Regions from separate parts of the Bos taurus genome. Here region 1 is linked to region 2. A link is a contact called in public Hi-C data. All regions are on one chromosome and are shown on one strand. Each heading gives the region's core, a stretch centred on a gene start, on an enhancer-like site or on the middle of the called end of the contact. The rest is flanking DNA. Distances are from core to core; before and after follow the strand shown. Region 1 holds the start of HDHD3 (haloacid dehalogenase like hydrolase domain containing 3). Region 2 holds the start of SLC31A1 (solute carrier family 31 member 1).

Region 1 (5,495 bases), core at 844-3,343, 160 kb after region 2:
CGAACACCAGCCTGATGGAAGGTCTGCTGGACCAAATCCAGCCACCACTGGTGGGAAGGTGAGGCCGTGGCCCAGGCCATAGTTGGGGAAGCTCTGGCTCTGAGCCTTGTACGCCTGCTTGAAGGCCTGTCCCAGGGCTGTGGCTTCCACCTCCAGCCCGTGGGCCCGGGCCTTAGTGGCATATTCCACTCCCACAGGGTGGCGGAGCCTGAGCAGCGTGTCCTTCACGTCCCACGTCAGCAGTCGTAACTGTAGCCGGTGTGCCATGGGTCTGCAGGAGGGGGGCCAGTCCACCCTAGGTCAGCCCCTTCCTCAGGTCCCAGGAGGTTGAGCTAGACGAGACCACCCTCACCCAACCTGATGGTCTTCTCTTTCCAGGCTTTGTGGGTTAGATCTGCTGGCACTTAGGTAATGGCTTCACAGCAGAAAATCCTGGAATGAAAGGGCAAGTGAGGTGGAAGTTCAGGCTTTGGAGTCAGAGACAGAATGGGTTCAAATTCTGATGCTGCCAACTCACTGTGAGACCCGGAGTGTCTCTGATGCTGTCTCCTTATGTGTAAGGAGAGCAGAGTGACTCAACCTCACATGACTGCTGCACCAAATAAGATTTCTCAGTTCCTTCCACCTATTATGTGCTATATGCTAGGAAAGGGACAGACTTGTAGCCCTCGTGACATTCACAGGCATTAAAGAACAGGGATACAGCTATCACACAAAGGAAGGCAGCAGGTACCATGAGGATATCAATCCAGAAACCTGATTTAGACTTTGTTTGCGGGGAAATTCCTAAGCAAGTGTAGTTTCACTGGCAATTTGAGAAGGCCGAATCAGCAAATGTGCTGTGTTGTGCATAGTTGTTCAGTTGTGTCCAACTCTTTGAGACCCCATGGACTGTAGCCTGCCAGGCTCCTCTGTCCATGGGGATTCTCCAGGCAAGAATAGAGGAGTGGGTTACTATGCCCTCCTCCAGGGGATCTTCCCAACCCAGGGATCAAACCCAGGTCTCCTGCATTGCAGGCAGATTCTTTACCATAGGAGCATCCAGGGAAGCCCAGGGCCTTGTAGGTCAAGATAAGGTAACAATTATTTTGACTGTTATTACTGTTGTTGGGAATGTGAAAAACAGTAGAGTCTTAGCAAACCATCTGATCAACCCCTTAATCAAGGGGAAAGACTGAGCCAGAGAGGGATAGATATTTGCCTAAGGTCACCGCCAGTCAGCAGCACTGCCAGGACTAGAACCCAAACCTCCAGATCCTCTGGTCAGTACTTCCTTCCACTGCTTAGACGTACTTGGAGTATTCAAGAATCTGATTTTGGTGAACCTCTACAGCTCAGGGCAAAGGCAGGATAGAGCAGCCTGGTCCTGCCCGTCTTAAAACCTCCCTGAGCCCCTGATATAATGCCTGCCTGGGTGGAGAGCCAGTGACAGGTTCCTGACTCAGTGCACAGAAAACAAATTTCTCAGCCTAAAATCTATAGGCTGGAGGCAGCTTCTTGCCCAGAGCCGATTCCAGACACCCAACCTGTTCAGTAGAAACCTAAGGGGCCAGAGTTCAAAGTGCAGCTAAGTCGTTGCTGAGGGACAGACCAGCCTGGTGAATCTGGGGACACAACCCTTAAAGGAAGTTTGGCAACGAAATTTCAGTCTGGAGCTTAGGGAGACCCGTCCAAAGATACTCCCACGTGGCAGGTGGGTAGATGAAGGCCCAGAGAGGGTCGAGAACTCATCCAGAGTCAGTCAAGGAACCACTGGCACAGCATTTTCCATTTCTGGAAGCCGGAGTTGGGGCTTCTGGCTGCCGGCCTAAATTGCTCACCTCCCTTCCCATTTCCAGGACTCGGTGGCGGCAAATTCCAGGTAGCCTGCCCTAGGGCGACCTATCTACGCCTGAGGTATGCAGCGGAACCTGTGGCGCCAGTCCCGGGGACCACGACCTACCTGCCTCACGGGGAAGTAGGTCAGGAAGGAAGCTGCAGCCGCACAGCCGCTAGGGAGAAGGGAGAAGCCGCAGACGCTCGGCGGTGCCCCTTTTCTGGCGAATCCTAGACCTCCTCCTGCTCCTCCGTCTCTCCTCTTTCCGCCCCCTCGGCCTCCTCGGCCTCCTCGGCCCCTCCGCCCCTCCGCCCCCTCCGCCCCCTCCGCCCCCTCCGCCCCCTCCGCCCCCTCCAACTCCTCGGCCCCTCCGCCTCCTCCGCCCCGCCTCCTCCGCTTCTCCTCCTCTCTTCCCCTCACCACGTCTCTCCGCCTCCTCCGCCGCCTGTCTCCGCCTCCGCCGCCTGTCTCCGCCTCCGCCGCCTGTCTCCGCCTCCGCCGCCTGTCTCCGCCTCCGCCGCCTGTCTCCGCCTCCGCCGCCTGTCTCCGCCCGGCCTCCTCCGCTTCTTCCGGCCCTCCGCCCCCGCCTCACCGCCCCGCCCTCCCGCCTCTCTCCGCCCCACATCCTCCGCCTCCGCCGCCTCTTCGCCCCGCCTCCTCCACTTCTCCCCGCCCTGCCTCCTCCTCTTCTTACGCCTCTCCGCCCCGCCCCTCCGCCTCTCCCCGCCCCTCCGCCTCTCCCCGCCACGCCCCTCCGCCTCTCCCCGCCCCTCCGCCTCTCCCCGCCCCTCCGCCTCTCCCCGCCCCCCCGCCTCTCCCCGCCACGTCCCTCCGCCTCTCCCCGCCCACACCGCTTCCCCTCTGCTGCTTCTCCGCTTGTTCCGGCGGCACCTTCACCTCACTGTATACGGCGCTCTAGTCACCAGCCCTCACCACCCTTCGCTGCCCTTCTCTTCCCTTCCATGACCTTCTCTGCCCCTTCGTAAGACCCCACACCCTCTCGGTTCCAGGTCCCGCACCGCACCAATCAGCTTGATCGCTTTAGGCCCTCCCTGCGTGCTCCTGGCCTCCCCATCCTAGCCCAGTCGGCCTCACGGTCCCTCTCATTTACACTCTGTGCTCTCCCCGCTCATTCCGCTCCCCACCCGCCCCTCCGAAGTTCCTTCTCCGCCTGCCTTGGTTTCGGAGCCCCCCTCCCCCCAGGTGCCCAGGCTGACTGGGAGGAGGGGATTTCTGTCCTGGTCTGGCTTGGTGAGTGCTGGGTAAACTTGGGCAAGGTGCTGCCCCTCTCTGGTCTTGAGTCCCCAATCGGTACTCGGAGAGAATTGGCGTTCTGTTGAAAACTTGACTTAACCCAAGACAATTTGCTGAGGGTAGAGTCCTCTGTAGAAACCTGATTTTTTTTTTTTTCTTTGATGAAAAAAGAAGTCAAAATCTTAGGTGTCTGTGCACTGCAGTGATGCCTGATAGAAATACAGAGACAGTTTTGGAGGAAAGAGAAAGCATAGCTTTATTTCTTTGCCAGGCAGAGGGCATGCAGCAGGCTAATGCCTCAGATAGTTTCCCCTTCCCTGGGGAAAAGGGAGAGGTCTTATAGTCTAGGCTTTGCTCACGGGTATGTGATACGGTTCAAGGCAGTGACAATCTTGCATTCTCTTTTCTGCAAAGTTTTAAAATGGCCATAACATTTGAGTCTGGTCGTCAAAGAGGTTATTGGCTGGTAACCTTTTTGAAATAAAGAATGCCAAGGGAGTTACAAGGGTGTGTAGGGGAAAAGAATGCCAGGTGCAGGATAGAATTCACAGATAGTCAGAGAGTGATTAAGGAATTAAATTTGTGAAGGAAGTCTAGTTGTGTGCACTAGAAACGGCTAGAGTAAAACTAGAATCGCTGGACTATTCCAGGCCTATTCTTGGGGGTTTTATAGCCGTTTACTCATTCCTTCACTTCCCTTGGTTGTTAGCAGTAAAAAAAACCCCACTTTTCCATTTCTGTTTAACAAATTCCCCAGTGCTAGTTCATTTCTTCCATTTTGGTGGATGAAGGGAATCAGGCATTGTTCTCATCTGGCTGAGGATAAAATTTCAGTGTCATTCCACTTGACGAACATCAGCTGTTTGGCCCAGGAGCCCATGTATCTCCTACTTCAAAAGTAGTCATGCTCATCTCAAAAATCTTTAAAATACAAAGCAACAGCCCAACCTCATTCATTCACTAACTGCTTATTGAGGGCACTAACTTTGCGCTGACGTTATCTGCTCTATGTCTGACACCCTGTTCTTCACTGAGGATATATACAATGAGAAACAAGACAGGGTTTCTGCCTTCAAGGAACAGGGGCAGGCAGAAAAAAATCAAGTAAATAACCAAGATCTCACAGGTGGTAAGAGGTACGGAGGCAGAAAACAGTGGTTCCATGAACAGTGACAGGAGACTTCTTTGGATGAACCAGTTAGGCAGGGAGCAAAGATCCGAAGGGCAACCAAGCGAAGATTAAGGATAAGTACAGCTGAGCAAGAGCAATGGCCTCTCCATTGCCCAACCACTTCCCAGGGATTGCTGCAGTTTGGGTTTTTATGCTAACAGACCATTTTCTAGCACACAAACATGCATGCGATTTTATTCCTTTCTTCCCTCTACTTCTTTTGTTTTTTGTTTTCAAACAAAACATCCCTCTGTATTCCAAGGCTGCTCTGTTGATTTTATTCAGAACTGCCTCACCCTCATTGGTCTCAGGCCTGGGAGGAAATACAAAGTTCAGAGTCACAGACCTTGGCCGGCAAGGGAGAGCTTGGCTCAGGTAAGTTTTTCAGCAGAGAAGGGAGCCTTGAGAGTCACAGGAAAGCCAATGATAAGTCCTGCCATTTTGAAATAAAATTTTTTTTTTAACTACCCAGTTCAAAAATAGGTCCATGTCATTGATACAGTTTCCTCCCTAAGGCAGATGACAGGAATTCCTAGATGGTTTCATTCTTTCATCTCCCCTGTGTGGATTCTGGCCTAGTGATTGCTCCTGGAGACACCTGGCATGTCACAATACTGGCTGTTTTTTTTTTTTAAGTTTTTTTTTTGGTCACACCATGCAGCAGCATATGGAATCTAGTTCCCCAACCAGGGATTGCATCCGGGACCCCTGTAGTGGAAGCCTGGAGTCTTATCGCTGGACTGCCAGGAGAGACCTTTATTTGGCTTTGCCAGGTCTTAGTTGTGGCACTCAAGATCTTTGCGGTGGCGTGGGTGATCTTTAGTTGTGGCATGCAGGATATAGCTCCCTGACCAGGGATCAAACTTGGACTCCCTGTGTTGGGAGCGCAGAGTCTTAGCCAGTGGACCACCAGGGTAGTGCCCTCTATGGATATCCTTGAACACATGTTTTTGGTCACATGCATACATATTTCTGTTGGGTAAATCCCTAGATGTAGAATCACTAGGCCATAGGTATGTGTATGTCGTTTCAGTAGATGGGGCCAGTTTTCTGAAATGGTTGTACCAATCATGCTGGAGAGTTCCACTTGCTCCACATTCTCAAAAATTGGCAGTCTATGTTTTTTTAAATTTTTGGCATTTTGATGAATATATGGTGGCATCTCATTATGGTTTTAATTTGATTTTCTCTGTTAAGTAGTGAAGATAATACTTTTTCATGTATATTGGCCAAGTGTTCACTTACATGAATAAC
Region 2 (5,543 bases), core at 1,303-3,802:
AACTCTCACGTTGTGCATCTTTTTTAGTGGAGAATACTTACAAATATAAGTAATATACAAGAGGAACTGAAAAGCAGCCGCAGTGCTCACTGTCATATGTTCTACTTCCTTACAGGGAATCAGAATAGGAATAGCTGAATCAGGAAATGCTGGTGAAACTTTCTGTATTCTCAAACTTAAACTTAAAAGTTCTCTGTATACCTTTATTTACTAAGACTTTTTTCATTCAATTAGCTGTTGTCTGTGTTTAGGGGCGGAGTCTCATGCCTACGACTAGCTTCTCAAGTCCTTGAAAAGCCCGCACAGGAAAGCAGCATAGCTGAGCCACCAAGAACTTATCTCAGGCCAGGAACCTGGGGAAGAGCACATGACGGTTATTATCTATTCAGGAGTTTTCAGCCAGCAGTGTTTGTTGCATCAAAGTTGGAAGCCCTAAACTCTACTTAATATTCTAATTTAATAACCTATATGGGAAAAGAATCTGAACAACATTGCCAATCAACTATACTCCAATATAAAATAAAAACTAAATTAAAAAAAAGTTGGGAACACTAACATTCATTTAAACTTCCCTCCAACACTTTGACCTAGTGAAGAATGTGAATCTAAAGCATACTTCGTCAACTTTCAAAAGGTACAGCCATTTGAAAAACAGGTTTAAGAAAAAAACATTCATCCAAATGGCTGACTACACAGTCAACAGCAACAGGCTGGATGTGTGGAAATATTAGTGAATGCTTTGGGTGGAGTAGGAAAAAAAAGGAACCAAAGATTGCTTAACTCTGAAATAACTGAGCAACCAAAAGAACTCAAGATGAAACTAAGTGGATGCAGGCCATCCAAAGTGAGGGCAGGGGTGGAACAGGGCAGTGAGGATGAAAAGAGAACTTAGGATGGCTAATATAGAACTAGTCACTGTGCGAGTCAAAAGATCCTATTTAAGAGCAAAACAGAGCCAGTGCCATTTTATGTCAATTGAACTCTCCACCAGGGCTAGAAGCAATCTGAGAGCTCACAGAGAAGCTTAATCATCTCTGTAACCTCTAAGCATTTAGTAGAATAAGGATTGTAGGATTGTATACTGGTGTTTTCCTCATTCTTGGGTACCTTCTTAAATTGGTTAAACAGATGGTCAAAGAAAGTGAAAGTGAAAGTCTCTCAGTCCCGGGGGAGACTCTATACAGTCCATGGAATTCTCCAGGCCAGAACTGGTTAAACAGATGTTCAAAGAAAGGCTCTGCAAACATCAGAATTTGGCACTTCACAAGTCTGAAGGCAGTCAAGCTGTCTATCGACACATCACAAGGGAAAAGGTTAAAATGATTACTGGAAGAGACAAGGCCCTGCCTCTTGAAGACCTGTACCCCAGACTGGTGTGTGTGTGTGTATTATACATATATATATATATATATATATATATATTGACTGGGGGCAGGGGACAGCAGTTGCAGTTTCTTACATGGGCTCTAAGCTTTAGAGAGCAATTTCACAGTTATCATTCACTCGGTAGGCACCTCCTAGAGCAATCACTCTGTGCCAGGTACTGTGCTGAGCGCTCGACAGCAGGAACAGACTGAACAGTCCATGTCCTATTAGGGCTTTATAATCTAGTAGGTTCGGTATGCAAAGATAAAGGTAAACACACCTAGTTGTGGGGATAAGAAAGAGAATGCAATTTATTCTGCCTGGGGCCGTGGGAGAAGGGAAAGCACCGAAAAGGTGACATCCGAGCTAGGCCTTGAAGGATGCTGAAGCTGACCCACCAGGGCCAATTCTGAAGGGTCAACGTCTTGTCCACGGGGCAGAGAAAGCCTCATATCGGCACCGGTGGACTCAAAAATTCTTAGGTATTTTTATCAACAATTATACCCATTTCACAGAAGGACAAACTGACCCGGAAAGCAAAAGTTCCAACCCTATGGTCATACTGTGCTTCAGGAGAGATGCCAGGTCCAGAATCCGGGTGGACAAACTCAGCACAGTTTCAGTTCTGCCCAGATTCTGGAACCTGTACAGCACCGGAATGTGGCAAGGGTCTCGGGACCCGGAAGTTGGGAAGAGGTCTGAAAAGAGAGCGACCCCCTCCAACCGATCCGCCAGGCTCTCAGCCACGCTCCCTTGCCCTACGCTTCTGCACTCACCCGCCGCTAGGCGAGAGGAAGTCGGTATCGTCTTCGTCGCCCGCACCGAACATCGCGCCGCCTTTAGCCCAGCTTCGGGGAGGAAGTCGGAGCGTTTCCAGAGACTTTCAACGCTGACGTCGTAAAATGCCGCGGCAGCGTGCTGCTTTCCGGCAAGACGAACTCTCGCATGGTTATTGGGCCGGGAGGAGACTAGGCTCTGGAGAAGGTGGAGCAAAGGCAAATAAGAGGACCTGGCGGGCGAGGCCTCATGAGTGACGTAAGCTTCTCCAGCCCTCAGAGGCGGTGAGAACGGCAGGCGCTCCGAAACTCTGGGCGGCGATTGGCCAGCGAGTCAGGGGGCGGGGTAAGGGCGGGAATTGGCGCTTCGGTGGCGGTCTCGGACACGTCGCGAGGGTCAGAAGTGGAGGGGCTTCTGAAGAGTCCTGGAGGTGTGACGGATTAAGGATCTGAGAGAGAGGCACTGGTGGCGGGACTCGATCTGGAAAGGTAAGGCCTCTTCTGCCCCTCTCGCAACCCGGGCACGAACACAGTCCTTTCTTCTCCGGGACAGGGACCTCCACGCCACTCTTCTCTGCTCCGCGAAAGGAGAAAGGGCCCAGGACCGGAGGTCTGGAGACCTGAGCTTTCGGCCCAGCCCCCATTGGGACATAACTGGAGTGACCTTGGGTCAGGGTGCCTCCGTTTCCCTGTGTATAAAACCAGTCTGATCCCCCGGCCGCTTGTTCCCTGTGGCCGCCCTCGCTATTTGTTCAACGAGCTGTTTGTCCAGTGCTTCAGTGTGCTGGCTGGTCAAGAAGCTTTAAGACCTCAGAGGTCATCCAATTCAATCCCAGTCTTCTCGTAATCCCAGACTTCACAAATATGGAAAGACAGGAACTCAGCACTTGGATGACTAGTCCGAGGTCACACAGCGTAAAGGGCTGACTGAGGGTGGATCCCTGGTTTCTTGATTAGGGACTGAGCGAACTGCCTGGTCAACAAGAATGGTATCAACCCTTAAGTACTGTGTACTCTCACAGAGTGGGGATACCTCTGGAGAGAAGTTCCTTCCCTAGTGTCCACCTTCGCAGGTGAGGAGCAGGAGAGCTGGGATGTTCTGGGGGCGGGTGATGGAGAGGGGGAAACTTCAGAAGCTGAAAATCCCTGGCCCCAACCTTGGCCTGGGTTTTGCTTAATCTTCTTGCCACAAACCTAAGTAAACATCATTTGTTGTCGACTTCTCTGCAGTTTGTATCCTCTCTGATATAAGCATTTCTTTGGTTAACCTGGTGTCATTTTTGGAACAATTTCTGGGTAGGCCTAACTTAACCGAAGGAGGTGTGGATAAGCAGATTATGTCCCACCTTAGCTTCTTTACACAGATCTCAATCATATTAGGACACCATGTGTCCCTTACCTGAAAGTTTTAATCTGTTAGCATGAATGTGGAGTGAAATGGTTGGTAACTCCTTCCCAGAGTTTTAATGCCTCTTAGCACTTAGCTTGTTCTGCTTTTTATTATAGTTTGTGTGCCTCTATTAAATAGTAAACTCCTCAAGGACGGTGACGGTTTTATTCATCTTGGTGTCTCCTGTGTCGCCGAGCACTGTGCCCTCTTGCCTGTAATGGATTCTCATTTACTCTTTGTTAGACTGAGTAGTGTAATTCAGCCTTGTTTCCTTATTCCTTAATTTACTCTCTTAGCATATTTTTTTCCCATGTGACCCAGAGAGCCTAGCAATGGCTCTTGCCTTGTCTAAGAAGCTTCCAGAAAGATAAAAGTGCTGTACTAGCTGTGAACTGTCTGGGTAGCTTAGTCTCTTGTCAGTTGAAGATGACTTTAATGTTGTTTAAAGCTCTAGGGAAGGGGGAAAAAGAGGAATGGGATAGCTAGAAATATTATACGTAGGTCTAATTTTTGTTCGTAAAGATTCCTCTGTTAAATGGAGGGACAGGACTGTTGTCTGCTTCCTGTGTTTATTTTACAGATTAAGATGGTTAAAGCCGTGAAGGCTGACAGTGTTAAAGCAATGATGCAACTGGAGTCTAAGCACTGGAACTGGAATGCTTTGTGGTAGCTGTGTTTTGAATGTGAGCTTGGCTGCTCTGGGTACAGGGGAAGAATAATCGACACAAGTAACAGCTCTTTCTTCCCCCTCTCCCTAGGACTGGTTATTGTCATTCCATCACTGCAGCATCTGAATAGTGCTTACACTATTACAAATGCTTACACTTACACTTACAAATGCTAAAGGGGACCAGTGAGCACTTATCTTGTGTTCTTGAGTTGGGAGTGTTTTTTCAGCAAAGCATTTTTTTTTTAAACCTTTTAATTTTGTATTGGGATATAGCTGATTAACAATGTTGTGATAGTTTTGGGTGAACATCGAATATCCAGGGTGTTTAAGTTGCCTTTCTAGATAGGCAGGAATCCTAAAATCTGGATCATGGATCAGCCTTTTTAGTGAGACACCACAAATATGCATGCCTAGTTTGCCCTTGTAGGACACAGCTGCTGGTTCTGATTGGCAATGGGAGAAAGGAGAAGACAGTGGTGAGCCTTCCTCAGTCTTCCAGGCTTTTTTTTTTTTTTAAGATTTATTTACTTTTTTAAAATTTTTGGTTGTCCTGAGTCGTCATTGCTGCACACAGGCTTTCTCTAGTTGCGGAGAGCAGGGGCTTCTCTTATCTCGAAGCATGGGCTCTAGGTGTGTGGGCTTCAGTAGCTGGGGCTCACGGGCTCTACAGTGAGGGCTCAGTAGGCACATGGGCTTAGTTGCTCCGTGGCATGTGGGATCCTCCCAGACCAGGGATCGAACCCATGTCCCCTGCATCGGCAGGCAGATTCTTAACCACTAGACCACCGAGGAAGCCCAGTCTTCCAGGCTTTGGACTGCAGGATTGAGTGCACCTAAAGAAACCACTGTCTTCCTGAAGTAGAATAGTGGACTAGGAATCAGGAAACTTGAATTCCCGTCCCGGCCCTTCTAACTCTCTCTGAGCTTGGGCCAGGCTCCCTAAAATCTACCAGACATCTATTAAATAGTACTGCTGGGGATACGGAGGTAAATAGGCACTACCTTGTTTGTCTCAAGTTTGAATAAAGCGTTTTTGTTTTGCTTAAGTATATAGCTTTTAGGCATATTTGTGAAATGTATTGACCCCCCTGAAGATTAATCAGAAAGCATGAATTTTAACAGTTCCTTTAGAATTATCAACAGTTTTGCTACAGAGATGACAGTGTTTATATACAGGTACTATATAATTCTATATAGTATATTAATCTGTTCTGGTGAATGATTTTAAAACTAATAGTTTATAATTATAACCAAGTTAGATCTTAAGTGTGGTGTTAGGATTATGAATTGAATGTAGGTTTGGGATTGGGATTCCAAGTGGAAGTGAGGAGGCAAGGCTTTC

Evidence for each region. A called contact is a pair of places that touch in the nucleus more often than the background predicts.
Region 1: a Hi-C map of skeletal muscle shows a contact between it and region 2, with 2.9 times the contacts expected there. The contact joins the promoter of HDHD3 here to the promoter of SLC31A1 in region 2. A contact is called at or near these places in 2 of 11 Hi-C or Micro-C datasets (liver and skeletal muscle).

What each region holds. Positions count from the first base shown.
Region 1 is chr8:102,632,220-102,637,714 of ARS-UCD2.0, forward strand. HDHD3 (haloacid dehalogenase like hydrolase domain containing 3) reads right to left here and starts at 2,094. Exons shown (of 3, transcript NM_001014896.2): 1 at 1,943-2,094; 2 at 58-432; 3 at 1-56. The coding sequence starts at 267. It overlaps LOC112447844 (a long non-coding RNA gene), which reads left to right and starts at 3,077. Exons shown (of 2, transcript XR_009495688.1): 1 at 3,077-5,495.
Region 2 is chr8:102,467,847-102,473,389 of ARS-UCD2.0, forward strand. SLC31A1 (solute carrier family 31 member 1) reads left to right here and starts at 2,553. Exons shown (of 5, transcript NM_001100381.1): 1 at 2,553-2,630. It overlaps FKBP15 (FKBP prolyl isomerase family member 15), which reads right to left and starts at 2,217. Exons shown (of 27, transcript XM_010808285.4): 1 at 2,142-2,217. The coding sequence starts at 2,194.